Regions from separate parts of the Gossypium hirsutum genome. Here region 1 is linked to region 2. The links are chromatin contacts, called in public Hi-C maps. All regions are on one chromosome and are shown on one strand. The core of a region is the stretch at or near the end of the contact, and the rest is flanking DNA. Distances in the headings are between cores, read along the strand shown.

Region 1 (3,707 bases), core at 171-2,670, 480 kb after region 2:
TATAATTTCGACTTCCCTAAAAATTTTTTTATGTCTTTGTCCTTGACTAAGAGCTTGTTTAGTAATACTTAAAAAAATATTTTTAGCTTGAAAAACATTTTTGAAAAAAAAAACTATGCTAAACAAGTTACCTTTGATTGAAATTTTTGACTTTTTAAAAAGCACATTTGAAAAGCATTTTTTATCCTAAAAGTATTTTTGGTGCTTAATTATTTTTTCACCCCTCCAACAACATATTACTTTTCCTTCTTCTTTTTTTCTTGGTACTTAATTTCACATATGTTAAATTCATTAATTAAAATAAATTCTTTTTTTAAAATAATAAAAATGTGTTAATATTAAATAGTTTTATTTAAATATTCACAATATAATTTATATATTCTAATTAAATTTTATAAATAATTAATATTTATTGCTTAAAAATATTTAAAATTTATATTTCATATATTAAAATATTAACCACAAGTTATAATAAATTATTTTTTATATTCTTATTAAAATATAATAATACTAACTAATTTAAACATGATTTAAATGCATATCTGTTACTCGATAATACCATATCTAAAATAGATATTTTATTTCTGAAAAGTATTTTTTAATAACAATACCAAACCAAAATTTTCAAACCATTTCTCAAAAATATTTTTTAAAAGCATTATTAAACTAGCATTAAATTAGGACAGTTGTGGAAAATTTTTATGTAAAACATAAAAAATATTAACATAAACAAATAATAAGTTTTAAGTTCAAAAATTGGAGTTTTTAAAAATCAAATAGCGTCCATGGCGTCCAATAATTTCAATTCAACAGCCAAACAGGCCCGAGATTCGATACTTTCACTTCCATCTATACGGTCTCGTCAACTCTCAACTAAAGTGGGGAAATGATAATCTCACATGCGTGTGTATGAAAAGTAATATATATTAGATAATTTAATAGTATTTTTAAAATTAAGTAATTATCTATCGTCATGAATTTTGATAATTAATTTGAATTTGAATTATCAATACAATTTATAAAAATAAACATAAATTTTAATTTATTGATTGGGTGTTCACTTTTTTAAAAAAATTTTGAATTTAAATTTAAAACAACTTAATTTAATTAGAAGGATAACTAGTTTATAACTGAACTCCAACGACCTCGCAGTGGCACGATTATTCCATGCTACCTACAGAGGAAAACGGAAAACTGCTGCAAATTTTAACTGCGTTAGATTTTATTTATTTATTAATCTACTTTACTTTTCACTGCCCCTCAAGAATTCCGATTCCCTTTTTATTTATAATATAAAAAGAAATAATATAATATTTTTATAAATAAAGAATTATAACACTTTTTTTCTAATTAAATATATTTTTTCATATTTTTTCAATAAATTATTATAAAAATTTATAAATAATTACATAGGTGACTTTTCAAACACAATATCATTATAGAAAAAAATTGAAAAACCCTGTGAAAACTGAACCCACAGCTCCTCGTTTCCTCTTCTTCTCCGTTACCGCCGTTGGGGCTTCCCCTATGTATATTTTATTTCTTTTCCTCCACCGGTAACTTCTTTGTCAGAACTCGTCGACGATCGCCGCTGCTGCCGTGTATCCTTCTTCTTTCTTTGTCTTTTCCTCCATTCTCTTTCCTTTTTCTCCTCCTGTTTTTTTCTTCTCCTCTCAGTTCTCCCGCTGCCGTGTCCGTCGGTTTCCGCCGGATCTGATCTCGTATTCAGTGTCGGAAATCCGTGTCGGATCGTGTCGACACTGGTACGGCACCCCTAATTGCCGAGTCCGGGTAACGGAGTTCTGATAAGTTTTCATTGTTTCTTTTACAGGTTAAGAAACTGTTCTTGGGCTGTACTATAGCTCAAGGAAAATGGTACTGTCAAGTTCTATTACTTTTTTATTCCTTAATGTTATGTGTCGTCGTAATATTCTTCCTGTATTTTTCTAAAAATTCTCATTTGTGCACTAGGCTGTCAGTTGGCTAAAAGAAATGAAAATTCTTTAGTTATTTAATCTTATATATATTGTATTTGATATTATGAATGTGTGTGTGGTTTTGTAATTTTTGTAGGATCAAAATGGTTCTGGTGGTGATGCTGATAATTTTGACTGGGATACCGAAGATGAGCTGGAAATTGATAATTATGCAATCGCCTCTCGCTCAGGAGTGTCACTTACCAATGGGGAAGCTGTTTTAGGCACAGCAGAGGTACTTGCCCATGCATAATTGCATCACATGGCATTCTGGAAATTTTAACATGCAAATCGTTTTAATGATTATGAAAATTATCTACGATGAAGTTTTCTTTCATTTTTAATTTCCAAAGAAACATTATAGATATTAATTGATGAGTTCCTATGGGAATTTTCTCTGGAGGTCACTGTAGTTTCGCATCTCCCTTTCATGCACTGCTTTATTTAGTTGATGACATTACCAATGTCCCTGGCTTAAATTTCATTGATTAGCCTCCATAGCAATGAATATGTATGCATTCACTAAGATCAAGCCTTTTTACTTTTGTGTCTATCCCAGTTATTCAAATACCTGTGTTTGCAAACAATTAATCTTCTCTCTTGTACTTACATATATCTTTTTCCTGGCATATAATAGCTAAGGGACAAATTAATGTCAAAACGAACTCACGGTTAACTTTTATTGTCTCAAGGTGAGCTCGTCTGCAGATTCTCCGAATTCCAAGTTAATTGATCATTTTGTTGGGATGGGGTTCTCCCAGGAACTTGTTACGAAAGCAATTGAGGAAAATGGTAAAGCTTCTAGGTCTTTACTACTTAGAGCACAAGTTTTTAACTCTTTTATAATCCTGCTTTCCTATTGTCCAGGAGAGGAGAATTCAAATTTGATACTTGAAGCTCTCCTTCAGTATTCTGTGAGTTGTACATCCTATTTAAAGATGCTTATTAGTTACACACCCCTTGATGATAGAGAGCTGCTGCGGCTTTTGTGGTGGAACTGTTACTGTTAAATTACTGACGTGTTAGTGTGCAGATTTCATAATAAGTTCTTGATTTCTCTTTTTCGCATGCAGGCAAGCTCGTTGGCTAGTTCTTCCAATTCCAAGTTGATTGATCATTTTGTTGGGATGGGATTCTCTGAAGAAATGGTTCTCAAAGCGGTTCAAGAAAATGGTAATAGTCCTTTCTCATTTTATTAGACATCACTTTTGACCTCTATTGCTTTATCTGTGGTCATGTCTATATTTTCAGGAGAGGGGAATACAGATACCATATTGGAGACTCTATTGACATATTCGGTAAGCTGTACACCTGAAACCTTTGTTTAGTTATTTCTGAAGCATTTATTATTTGTTTGGGAAAGAAACCTATTGACGTTACTTGGAATCTTGATATTGATGCAATAACAAGTCAACATATTCAGTGGTTCAGGTTATATTGACAATCCTCCCCAAATAGAATCGTCTTTCCGTTGTTGAACTATCTAGCAAATTAGTTGTTTGCTCTCTCTGTTATATCATGAATGATTAATTTAAGATTGCAGGCTCTTGAAAAGTCTGCTCCTGTGCAACAACATGCTGATTCTGATGACTTCTCGTCAGATTGTGAAGGGAATTTTTTGGATGATTTCACAGATATTGATAGTTCTTCTGATACCGAGGTATCTATCCTTTAATGTTACATTTGCACAATTTGCGGAAATTTCTAAAAGTTACCTTTTGTGAATACAAT
Region 2 (3,789 bases), core at 927-3,426:
ATATAAGCTTAAATAAAAAATTTATCTAAAATATTTAATTAAAAATAATATTGACGAGCTTAAAACTAATTTAAGTTAATAATTTATAAATATAAATGGATTTGAGTAAAATTTTAAATTCATACATCAAAATCGAACTTAATCAAACATAAAAATATATTAATATCACGTATAAATCCAATTTGATTTTAGATTTGATGGAATAGTTATATATATATAATAAAGACGTTATAAAATTATCAAGGTAGGGATGATATACCTGAGAAGTTTCTTGAGAGCTTCAATGGCTTCGTCGTAGGACTTGTTTCCCATCTCTTCTCTCTGTCAAATTTCAAACTCCAATCAATATTTTCACACCATTCTTTCTTTTTTAAAAACTTATTTATTACTTGTCGATTAAGTTTTAGTTTGACTAATATAGACATTGTTACTAATGTAAGAAAATGTTGGTTCGAGTGTACTGAAGCGTATTATCCTCCTATTTATGGGTTAGAGAAAGACTATGAATAGTTCTAAACATTATGCCAAAAAAAACAGATATACCAAATTGTTAAAAAAAAACATATTTATTACTTTGTACATCTTTTAAGTAATTTAAGACATGCGTTTTTGCTCTACGTGTCACCTTCCTCAATAAAAATTGTTTTAATTATATTATAATTAAATTTTAATTCAAATTGGAAAGTGATTTAAAGAAATTTATTTTTGCAAACTAATAATAATTTATAATGTCATGTTATAATTTGGGCAAATTAAAAGAAAAAAAAAATTAAAGGAGAAAATTATGGTATTATATATATTTTAAAAATATCGTAATAATATTCATATTTTATAGAATATAAAAAATTTAAAAACCCCAATGTTATAAGTTTTTGAAATATCATAATAATATCACTTATAGTAAATTGATTCTTTTAATATCATTAAATAAGAACGTATGTCATGTCGCATGTATATATTATTGGACGTTATACATTTTCTTTACATTAATTGAAATAAAATTTCTAATTTATACACTATTTTTATCAAAAAAAGAAGAGTAAAATATGAGAATTGGGATATAATTCAAATTCAATTTACTAAAAACCTATTTTATTTTGTGTTTTTAAATAATGATTTGCTTTTGGTTAAATTCTTGTTTAGGCCCTCTACTATACTCATGTTTGGGCTTTAGTGCATATAGCCCATTTACGAAGTTATTAATGAGTCCAGATAGTTAACATCATTGACTTTTATCATGCAACTAAAGATTTCACTTTTATAAGATCTCATTATGTTAATATGAAAATTTTGTGTTGAAAAAGGTAAATTAATTACGCGAGCATTTTTACTTGAATAGTTTAACAATTTTGATTATTTAATCACATTATAAGAGTAGAAGACTTAAATCAAGCCAAATTAAAGTTTAGTGACTAAATTTCAAACCCAATTATGATAAGGGATCAAAATCATAATTTAACCTTTTTTTATTTTACAAGAAAGAACTTAACGTGGGAAAAGAGAACTTTTCACTTTTTTTTTTCTCTATTGCTGCATTTTCACCGAAATCACTTAATCAAAGACAAAGAATTCATTAATGCAAAATCATAGATATATTATTAATTATTTTAAAAAAAAAAGAAGAAGAAGAAAAAAAAATGTATACCGGGGTGAGCAAAGGAATAGGGGCAGCAAAAACCGGGCGGTCTTGGATAAGAGTCGGAGGAGAAGGAGAAGAGTTAAGGCTAGCGACGACTGAAGGCCGCAATGTAGGTCGTCGACGAGCGGAAAAAGAGGAGGTGGTAGTGGTGGAAGAAGAGGAGGTAAGGCACCAACCGTTGATAGAAGCCGTCGACATTGCCACGCAAAATGATGGATACAATTTAGTTGGAAATTTATATCATAATTTTCATCACATATAAATTTCTTCAGTGTCTTCAAAAGCGATAATGAAAGCGAAAGGTTGGTGAATGAGAGCTTCTACTTGTTGTAGATTAGGTTTGAACGTTGGAGATTCAATTTTTCATTTTTCTTTTTTGAAAAAAAATAATAAAAAAGTTTGTTCATCCTTCGATTTTTTTATATTTTTATTTGTTTTTGTGCATGTTTGGGACTTGCATGCAACGACCTTTCTCCACGTATAGTAAACCCATGATTTTTGTGGTCTTCATTTGCCACTTTTTGCTTGGATTCCCACTATATAGTTATTGCATCTAACTGCAAAAACATTTATATTTATTACTTCATTGGGTTGGTTCACCCGTTAAATAAATATTATTTGAGAGTATTTTTATTATTTTATATTAAATTTATATAAATAAATATTTATATTTATTCGATATATGATGTGCCTGTTTGAATTGATGTCATGAGTTAATTAGACATTACTTCAATTGGGAAATGATTAAAAACATTTTTTTATAAAATAATAAATATTATTTTATTTTCTTCTAATACTCGTTACTAATTTTCTCTCGATTTTTTTTATACTCTCACATACTCTCTAGAAATTTTACAGAACAAATTCAATCTTTCTATACGTTCAAGTGAGTCTCCCTAATTTGGTAACAACTTTTATTTTATTTTCAAGTTTTATTGATTAATTTCTAGAAAATTAAGAGTGTAGCTTTTCTTGTGATAGATTAGGATTTTTAAGCAAGTTTTAGTTTTTTTATTTATTGAATGATTTTATACCTTGATCTTGTATAAGATTCCTGACATCGTATTTGGGTAATAATTTTTAGAAGTTGATAAATACAAATCATCAAAGAAATTAGGATCAATTATATTTATAATCTTGAAATTCTTGAATATTAATCAGAACTTTAGCATTTTTATTTAGACTTTGTTTTTGCTGGTATGATTATGGTGAATCTTGTATTTGAAAATTTGATATATTGCATTTTCATGATACAAAAAAAACACACACACACTTACACACTTTGTTTTTATTTAGACGTGGGTTCAAATGCGCTGAAGCGCATTATCCTCCTATTTATGAGTCGGATAGGGACTAGAGATAATTCTAAACATTACATCAAAATAAGCAGATATGATCAGAACTTATAATAACATTGTTTTAAAAAAATCACTAGTGAAATTAAAAGATTATCACATGTTTATTAAAAACTTCTTTTTTATATTTTTTGATATATCCTACATATATGTGTTATTTAACTATTTGTGAAATATAAAAAATTCACCCAGATAATTTCTTTTATTTTTTTTATTTTTCAACCACACATTTTTCATTTGATGATAATGAATACTAGAACAACGCACCAAATCCATGGATTCAAACCATACAATATCCTCCCACAACTTTTCTTTATAACCCATTTTTCTTTTATTGCTAATTTATTTTTATTTTTTAAAATAAATGGTTGATGGAAGTCATAGGTGAATGTATAAATATTGGAACATTAATGACCCACATTAATTTTCATTCATGATATAAACACCATAAACCACATTGATGTTTATGACATTTATTTGTTACAATATTCCATCTCCATAATAAAAAATTAAATTTAAAAAAGCAAAAAAGCAAAACATGTATGCATATAAAAAGAGGTTGGGATAATGATCATAGGAAGAAGAAGAAAAAAAAAAGAAAAAGCAATGGTGGTAGAGAAAAGGAGATGATGGGTGAATATGGGTAGTTTCATGGAGATAAGGCCCTATCTTTAAGACATGGCTCATCTGCTGTTTTTCTGAGATTTTGTTTTGAATTTTTTGTCTCCTTTCTAGCTATGCCATTTGCTAGGTTTTGGTTTTTCAAATATTGGGATTCGATTTTTAAATAAGGAG

The links. Hi-C and Micro-C count contacts between places; a contact is called where the count stands out from the background.
Region 1: a contact with region 2 is called in a Hi-C map of leaf, with 3 times the contacts expected there. The contact joins the promoter of LOC107892277 here to the promoter of LOC107892288 in region 2. A contact is called at or near these places in 3 of 34 Hi-C or Micro-C datasets (all in leaf).

Annotation. Positions count from the first base shown.
Region 1 is chrD09:8,627,183-8,630,889 of Gossypium_hirsutum_v2.1, forward strand. It overlaps LOC107892277 (DNA (cytosine-5)-methyltransferase DRM1), which reads left to right and starts at 1,421. Exons shown (of 12, transcript XM_016817310.2): 1 at 1,421-1,601; 2 at 1,832-1,875; 3 at 2,074-2,211; 4 at 2,669-2,768; 5 at 2,844-2,890; 6 at 3,050-3,149; 7 at 3,228-3,274; 8 at 3,520-3,636. The coding sequence starts at 1,873.
Region 2 is chrD09:8,147,496-8,151,284 of Gossypium_hirsutum_v2.1, forward strand. It overlaps LOC107892288 (carbonic anhydrase, chloroplastic), which reads right to left and starts at 2,177. Exons shown (of 10, transcript XM_016817321.2): 1 at 1,646-2,177; 2 at 260-321. The coding sequence starts at 1,837.